2 separate regions of the Oryzias latipes genome follow, and region 1 is linked to region 2. The links are chromatin contacts, called in public Hi-C maps. All regions are on one chromosome and are shown on one strand. Each heading gives the region's core, a stretch centred on a gene start, on an enhancer-like site or on the middle of the called end of the contact. The rest is flanking DNA. Distances are from core to core; before and after follow the strand shown.

Evidence for each region. Hi-C and Micro-C count contacts between places; a contact is called where the count stands out from the background.
Region 1: a Hi-C map of embryo shows a contact between it and region 2, with 4 times the contacts expected there. The contact joins the promoter of dnajc17 here to the enhancer-like site in region 2. A contact is called at or near these places in 3 of 5 Hi-C or Micro-C datasets (embryo and fibroblasts).

Annotation. Positions count from the first base shown.
Region 1 is chr22:14,623,596-14,627,796 of ASM223467v1, forward strand. It overlaps dnajc17 (dnaJ homolog subfamily C member 17), which reads right to left and starts at 2,020. Exons shown (of 11, transcript XM_004082352.4): 1 at 1,796-2,020. The coding sequence starts at 2,017.
Region 2 is chr22:14,527,230-14,531,766 of ASM223467v1, forward strand. No RefSeq gene overlaps it. Among protein-coding and RNA genes, the nearest start is that of bmf, 20 kb to the left of the region's middle. Within about 2 kb of position 1,737, at least 1 of the 8 cell types and tissues checked has an H3K27ac peak or open chromatin away from gene starts, as enhancers often do. A contact at or near this core is called in embryo, where this site is marked.

The DNA of each region.
Region 1 (4,201 bases), core at 770-3,269, 97 kb after region 2:
TAATGAATTTAAAGAATATGGTTTGTCTGTCACCCCATGGCAGTATGTATCCTCACCCCATTTTTGATTTAATTTGGTTAAAATCATAGCAAATTTGCTTTTACATTAGCTCATTTTTGTATTCTTCCTTCCAATAACCATATTTTTTGTTTTCAATAACCTGGAGATGTAAATAAACTATAAAAAAATGTCTTTCCATGTCTATGAAACTATGAAGCCTTCCAATGATCTGTCAGCGTGTCATTCAGACATGTGAGAGCTTTTTCCACAGTTTTGTTGAGTCAATCCTTGTTCTGTAATGGTATTCTTTACAAACTAATTAACCTTAATCACAGTTATAAAGACTTAAGAATCAAATCCCTGCAAAGATGTGGCCAACAGTTGAGCTCAAAATGCTCTGTCTGGAGGTAAACCATGCAGGCATGTTGCTGCTGCAAACTGCAAAGCCTTAGGTAATTTGGTTGAATAAAATTTGAGTAGCTGAATAACCGCGAGAACATTGTGTGGTCCTGGCTGCTGACATTGTTTCACCAAAGCAATCTGTGGTAGGTTCAACTCCGGTGGCTAGACCCGAGCAAAAGCCTGCTTTAGCAGCACCATAAAGCAAACCCCGGTCATCTACAGTCATTAAATCATAAGCTCTGACATGCATGTTTCTCCGACACGTCTCAACGAGCCACACGCAAGGGATGGTCAACAGTGGTGATAACAGGAAGACAAGGTTAGAGAACCACAAGGGAATATGGGAAAGTCATAGAAAGTTCCTCACAAGCTCAGCCTGCATAAACACCTTTGAGATCGGCCTCTTCCATGCGAGCTGCAATAAACAACGTGTACAAAAGTGGGGAGAGGGCAGTGGGCCAAACAAATGCCATGATATGCGTATGCCCACATTTGACTGATTTTGGAGCTCCAATCTGCACAGAAGTCCACTATCTCTCCCAATCATCAGCCGACCTCACAGAGAACCAGCACTCTCCGTTTTGGAGCCTCAATTCTGCACAAACCACAACCCTTAACTTCCCTCCACATTAATCCTCTGGGGAGTTGAGCACTTTGAAATCCAGTTACGAAAATTAACTTCTTCCCTCATTTTGGCAGCTAATGCGTATTCCCCTTAGACAAGAGGATTGTAAAGGCAGCGGTGGTCATAGGAAAAAGACTATGGTGAACCACTTCTGACTAAGAGAGGAACTAGTAGATGAAAGGGGATTGGGTTTTACAAAAAATATATATGTTTAACATTTAAAAAAATTATATTTATGCAAAAATGGATGATGGAAATGTTTTTCATGAATAATTATGTTGCACATGTATGTACAAAAGTTTCTCGATAGGTTTCACACGTGATGGTTCTTGAGATCATAATTACCATGCTCTTACAGAAAAACATTAGAGTAAATTGGTGTAACACCACCACCTAGTGGTGTCTACTGTTAACTGCAGTCACTGTGAGTTAGCAGTTAGCCGGTCTTGCACCAGGTTGTCTGCTTTTAAATGGGGGTTTTTATCAAGATAGTATTGAGCAATATATAACATTGTTTTAGTTTGACATCGTTAAACCTTAACTAATTCAAAAGTTTTCACCTCGAGCTTTATTTCACACACAAACACTGCGTTAAAATCATTTTTTTAGCATGCATCTACAGCACAGTTACCTTCCTCATCAAAACCGTTTTTTTCTTTAACTTAGTAATCTTTTGTGCTTAAATCAACTACTCGGTTAAAACCGGCCACTATTTTTTTTTCATTAAAGAATCCAACTTCTTATTTATTAAACAAATACTTAGCGTACCTCTTTGGTTGTGGCAGAACTCTTAATACCGAGTAAGCCATACAGATCCATCTGTAGGATATCCTTGGCCTTTCCAGACATCTTTTCCAAATGACAAGTGAAAAGACAAAAAATATATACAATAATATTTAAAGTTAAAAATAATTGTAAGGGTTTGTCTAATTTATTTAGGCTATTTGTTGTGGTAGTTGTTTCATGATACCGGAATGACTCGGGTCGCATGAATATGACGTTAATAACGACCCGGATGTTCTTTGTGCCCTACGAAATGTAGTCCATATATTAATTCATAAGGTACTTTTAAACACTTTTACTCCACATTTATAAAAAAAAAACACATGCATACATACTGTACACCTACGGATTTTAATTAGTTTTTAATTTATTGGAACATATAATGCTCATTTTGCATATTTATTCTTATCAAATGAAAAATACATATGTATATCAAATCAAATAAAACTTTATTTGTATGGCACTTTTACAACTCAGGTCACTCAAAACGCGTCACAGAAAAACATAATCAAATTTAAAAACAAAAGAACAGGACAAACAAATGTTTTGTTTAAAACGCACACAATGCCGAGCCCCCCGCCACCCAAACCACCCACCCACAAATACACACGTAGACAGACACACTGCATGATAAAAAGAGTAATAAAATGAAGCCATGTAGAAGCCTGGGTTTTGTATTGAAGTGTGGAAACGATGTTTTTAGGGAAATGTCCACATTCACAGAATAGCCACAGGACCCCCCAGATCAAAGCAAAAGAGCCAGACCTAAGGGTAACTTTTTGTCAGTTGTTTATTTTTTACTATTTTTATATGTGGTTTCTTATTTTGATTGTTTAATCTAATTCTATTTGCTGACAGTCATATTTATCCATAACAATCCAGTTTTCAAATCGTGCATTAGTTATAATCTTATCATCAGCAGGTGAATTATCTTCATCTTTCATTTTGCACAATAATTAAAATTAATTAATAAAATGTGCTTGAAACAGGCGAGAAATCGTGTAGATGGTAAAACATGACTAAAAAGCAAAAAATAAACATTTTATTTCAGGGCTTTTGGTGTGTTTGTTGTTGGTTCATGGGAGGGGTAAGCAAGGCACTTCTCCTGAGTGGGTAAACAACTTTCTGAACAGGTTAGTGTGTTTTATGTACCGGTAGTCAATTTTCTAAAACTCTATATAGAAAATGTAAAAATTGGAAGCTTAAAGTTTAAACTTGTAATTGTGGGATTTTCTGGGCATGTTGGAAGACACTAGGAAGGTCCTGAACCTACAACAGACCATTTTGCTACTATGTGCACATGCAGTCTGAAAAAGACTGCCACATATTTTCTAATCTTTCTTTTGTTTGTTTTGGGGTCATTTTGATCACATCATCTTAGCTTCAGAGATAACAAACGCCCAACATGTGAGTAAGATCATGCAACAACAATGGGACCCTTTTGTTATGAGGCAAGGGTTGTAACAAAATAAAGATTCTACAGACTACACTTGCTAAAATGTCCTGTCTAAGAAACATTTGTTATTATTTTTTTAAAGATTTCAAACTTGTACCGATTAAAATAATACGTCTGTCGGGGTATAATTTTCCTTATACTTTCTGAGAAAAGAGGTTGGTTGGTTTTAGTTTTATTTGTAGGAAGATTGCAATTCAATTACAGTTCTGGCCATCCTGTCTGAGTCAGTTTGTCAAAATAAATTCTTCAGAAAGACTCCAGTTAAAGGGAATAGAAATTATGCATGGACAAAATAATAGGATTTTTCTAGAAAAAAAAATTAATCATGCTCTTACTTAAAAAAAACATGACAGATGACAGAAAAACATATAAACATCTGAGGTAGAGTAAAACAAACATTTTTGTTCATGATTAAAATGCTTTCTATCATATTTCCATGAAACGATGACTCTGTTTTTACTTTAGAATGTCTGTTTATTTTATGATTATTTTCACTTACTTAATCAACTGCTGCAGCCCTTCCTGCAAGCCTTGGGGTTTCTCAAATTTCAGCACCAGGAAAAGGCCATAATGTGTGAAAACAGAGGAACTATAAACCACAAACTGAAACTTCCATTGTCGTTTTTTTTTCTTTTGGAATTCAAAAGGAAACACATTTCTCTAAAAAGAAAGCAACGTTGCATGTCATGAAGGTTGCATCAATCCTGGATTATGATGGAAAAAAATGTTCTAATAACAGAGGATATGGAATTAACCCTGGTGGTTAAATTCCACATGCTGTCCATACATATAATAGGAACCATCCCAATGATGTTGACTTTAATTAAAGATCACTTTCTGTTTGTTTAACTGCAGCCAGTGTGTTGCCTGACCCTCCCAAACTAGCTCAACAAGTGCTCCATCTCCAATGCTCAAAAGCTTTTGTTCAGAGATGG
Region 2 (4,537 bases), core at 487-2,986:
TGGACATGTTCAGAGGAGGGATAGTGGATATATTGGTAGAAGGATGTTGGAGATGGAGCTGCCTGGCAGGAGGGCGAGAGGACGGCCAAAGAGGAGATACATGGATGTCTTAACAGAGGACATGAAGTTGGCTAATGTTAGGGTAGAAGATGTCCATGATAGAGTGAGGTGGAAAAGGATGATTCGCTGTGGCGACCCCTGATGGGAAAAGCCGAAAGAGAAAGAAGAAGAAAGAATTTAGGTTTGGAGAAACAGCTTTACAGGGTTCTGAGGAACGACAATTAATGGTTAAACTGATGAAGGATATTTATGAGATCAAGTGTGCTGTTGGTGTGAAAGATTAGTTGAAGGTGGAGATGGGACTGCATTAAAAGTTCTGCTCTGGGCCCCCTTTTCACTGCAGTGGACGGCAAACAGAAGAAAATTAAATCAAGCATTTATCAAGTGAATCCCCTGAAAATATAAGTCACTGTAAAACAGAAGAAGTACAAATGAGTGGAAAGAAGGAGAAACTGTCAGAAAAGTAAAGAAGAAAAGTTGAGGAGCAATCTGCAACTGAACAAAGGCAGAACAGGGAAAGAAGTGTTATGGCGAGACAATAATGAGAGGCAGCAGCAAATACAAAACTCTGATGGTTAGCAAAAGTGCAAACAAATAATATTAAATGCACTTTTTCACAAACACTTTAGGTCTTTACTAGTGGAGCCAAAGGTATAGTTGCGAAGCCCCTTAAAACAAGAAAACAGCTCCTATAATCCAAGACTAGTGCTGTTATCATCAAAAAAGGAACAAATTACTGCAGAAAAAAAAAGTTTGGGACACAGACTTTATAGCAATTTGAAAGTTTTAACGATGATTTGTTAAAAATAGCGCAGTACTAAGATGGGTAAACTGCAAAAGCTGGTTTTTAGCTCATTTTAATTTATGTCAAGAATCTTTGGAAAGTTAGATATATATATAAAACTACTTGGATTTTTTTTTAACCACTCAAACCTACATTATGATTCGTGTAAATAAAACCTAATTTTGTTGGTTCATATTTTTGTGTGTTTGATGGAAAAAGGGGTCAATCTGAATATGTTAAAACAGTAAAAACCTTTTGTCCTTTTATTTGTTTATTTGATACATTTTGAAAAAAGGCATTCAAAATGATGTTAGGTCTTTGATTTAAATTTTCTTTCAGGTTCTTGAACCGTTTTGGGTAGGAAAGTTTGACTTTCCATCAAAACCAAATATTTGATAAAACATTTCAAAGGAGTCAGTATTGAAATAAACACGGTCAAGCCTTGTAACAGGCTGAATGCTGATGTGGTGCTTGGCGTCAGAAAAAACAAAATAAAATATTGCAGGTTTCTGCCTAAATTAAAGATGAAGTATCTTTTGTGTTTTGCTCTCAGGTAAATTTGTCAACAGTGATTAGGTTACTGCAACCATAATGTTTTCATGGTAAAAATGCATTTTCAGCTAAAAAGAAAAGAAGATTGTTGCTTTTTACAAGTGAAATAACTTCCATCTACTCTGATTCAAGCAGCTCTTGGGTTGGAAAAAACAAGTACTATCTTAATCACTCTGCAGTTGTATTTTTAGTTGGTTGGCTCTCTGAAAGCAGCTTGAAGCGATGAAGGACTCCAGACCCGTTCCAAACAAAGACACTCTGTCCATATGCAAGAGTAATGAAGCTTGCTCACGCATACTATCACAGTCCTGCAAGACAGGTAACACTGATTAAGCTTAGGCTGAAGCAAAGCTGCGAGACAACAGTGACCCCTGTTGATCACAACAGATGACATTTTATTTCTCTATCTGTATTAGAGTGAATGGTGTGAATCACAAAAAAAACCCAAAAATGATTTTCCCTCACAGCAACAGCAAAACTGACTCCAAAAGAAGTCATGTGTGGACATTAGATTTTTAAGTAATGATGTTTTGGTCAAAGTTATCTTGCAGTGATGAAAAAAATAATACAATTAAAGTGAGTACAGAGAGAGAGGATGATGGGGAAAAAGTGCAATTGCAACACATTTTTCTTTTTTGTAGACTAAAAGGAAAAAAATAGAACTGAAGGCATGGTTTGTGATTTTATTTTGGTTTGACACCAACATGCTGTAAAATGTTAAATACTTCCTATAAATCTGTTATATGTTTAACCCTTTCACGAGTATTTTCAATTATAAAAAAGGTATTCCATCCATCCATCCATTCATTACTTCTCTTAACCTGCTATATCCCTGTCAGGGTCGAGGGGATGGCAGAGACTGTCCCGGCTAGTGTTGGATGAAGGTGAGGTACACCCTGGACAGGTCACCAGTCTGTTGCAGGGCACACAATGACTCCCATACACACTCACACGTGCACACCTAGGGACACTTCAGACTAAACAATTAACCTCTGTAGCTCGTCTTTAGACAGTGGGAGGAAGTCGGAGTGCCTGGAGGAAACCAACGCATGCACGGGAAGAACACGCAAACTCCACGTAGAAAGCTCCCAACCAGGATTTGAACCAGGGCCTTCTAACTTTGAGGCAAGAGTGCTAACCACTGCACCTCAATACACAATTAAATAAATAAATATTCAGTGTTTTTCCCTTTTAAGCCGATGCTAAATTAAATAAAGTCATGGAATAAATGGGACATTGTGAATTAGTGACAAATGGTGTGAAGGGGCTAAAATCAACTATCTTTTATTATTATTTCAGAATCATTCAGATCAGTATTTATCAATCAATCAATCAAACTTTATTTATAAAGCACTCTTCATATAAAATTATAACACAAAGAGCTTTACATTAAAACAAAACAAAATAAATAATAGAAAAACAAGCATTCAGATGATGAGTGGAAGCGCTCGGCTGGCAGACATTATTCAAGATGACTATATTTCCAGACCTCATGAAACGCTTATATATATAAATACGGTATATATGTGATACATTGTTCAATACTTTTAATACTTTAAATACAATAATCTTTAGAGTACGATTGTGAACTAATATACAAAGAACCCATGGTGACATTAGTGCAGTGCTTCTAAATTATTTTTTGCAAGCCCCCCCCTTGGAAAAAGAAAATGTTTTGCGCCCCCCTAATCCCCCCACCCCCCACTCACACTCGCCGCGGTGACAATACATTAGTTTAGTAGCTAAAAAATTGTGTAAGAATGCCTGAAATTGTATCTTTTAACATTAACTAAAGAAAAAAAGCAACATAAATCCACTTTCAAAAATTATTAACTTAATTTTGCCACACAGAAACCCACTTCTAGTCTAAAACAGAAAAACAGCTTAAAGTGCCTGAAATAAAATAATCTGTCAGTCCTCATTTAAACTAGAAAACATTTTTGACCAATTTTGAACCATTTGATGCTGAGAAAAATAATTCAATCAATAAATAATATTAAATGTAAATTGATCTGAAACATCAACACAGCAGCACCAATATATTTAACGTTTTAGTCTGAATAAATATAAAAAAAAACATTGTGCTGATTTTTTTTCTAAATGATGGATTGTTTATTTCTGATCTCATAAAGTGCAGCTGTTTTCCAGCATTACCTGCTGTCTTTATGTCAAATACTGACACCAAGTAAACACAGGAAAACAAAGAATACATTTATGGACAGTAAAGTCGTCATCAAAATGTCTACAATAGTTAATAAAGAATGACATTATTAGCATGAGTTTAGTAATAAAGGCACGCGATGATCCTGGTGATGCGCAATCTAGGCAGCGTTCCACTTTGTTGCCTGAGCCCACTACCCCTCCCCTTTCATTCTCACAGACACGAGTCGCGTGTGACAGGAGACAGGAGCAGCTGCAGGGACGGCAGTTCACAGGTTTCAGGCCATCACAGAGTTTGTAACAGCTGCACAGATGTTTTTTTCCAAGCACTGAGCCGCTGTTACCACCGCCCCCCGTTAAATTTGCGCCCCGAGCAATTGCCCATATTACCTGTGCCTAAGACCCGCCCCCCTGGCATCGCCCCACTATTTGAGAAGCACTGCATTAGAGTAATAGAACAATATCAGAAATGGATTCTGTGGTCCACTTGGTTTGTGGTAAAATATACATAATTCTATTTTTAAGAAAAAATGGGTCTGGGTTCTTACAGGTTAATATAAATATGAGTGCTCGGTGCTCATCCTGTCATAACCAACACTATAGTGCTGCTGGCTACTTAGGGTTAGGGTTAGGGTTCAATTTATAATTCAAATTGTGAAAATAAAAATACGTTAAAACAATGTTTATTTGACTGATACATTTCGCTCTAAGTCAACACAAGCTTTCTGTGTAGGAAGACTAAAAGAGAAACAGGCCTACTGCTGATTTTAATTAGAGGGAAATTACCCAATCTCCTCATATACAATCATTCACAAGCCTGTTTTTTATTTCAACTCACAGATTTAGGAAGCATGAAAAGCCCCTGAGATCCTGTTACCCCAAACTTGTCTCTTCTTGACAATGGCAGCATTGCTGGCATCTCTGCTTCCCAGAATTCTTGTCTCTGCAGCTTTGTCTTCAAAGCAGACTGTAATCTGTATA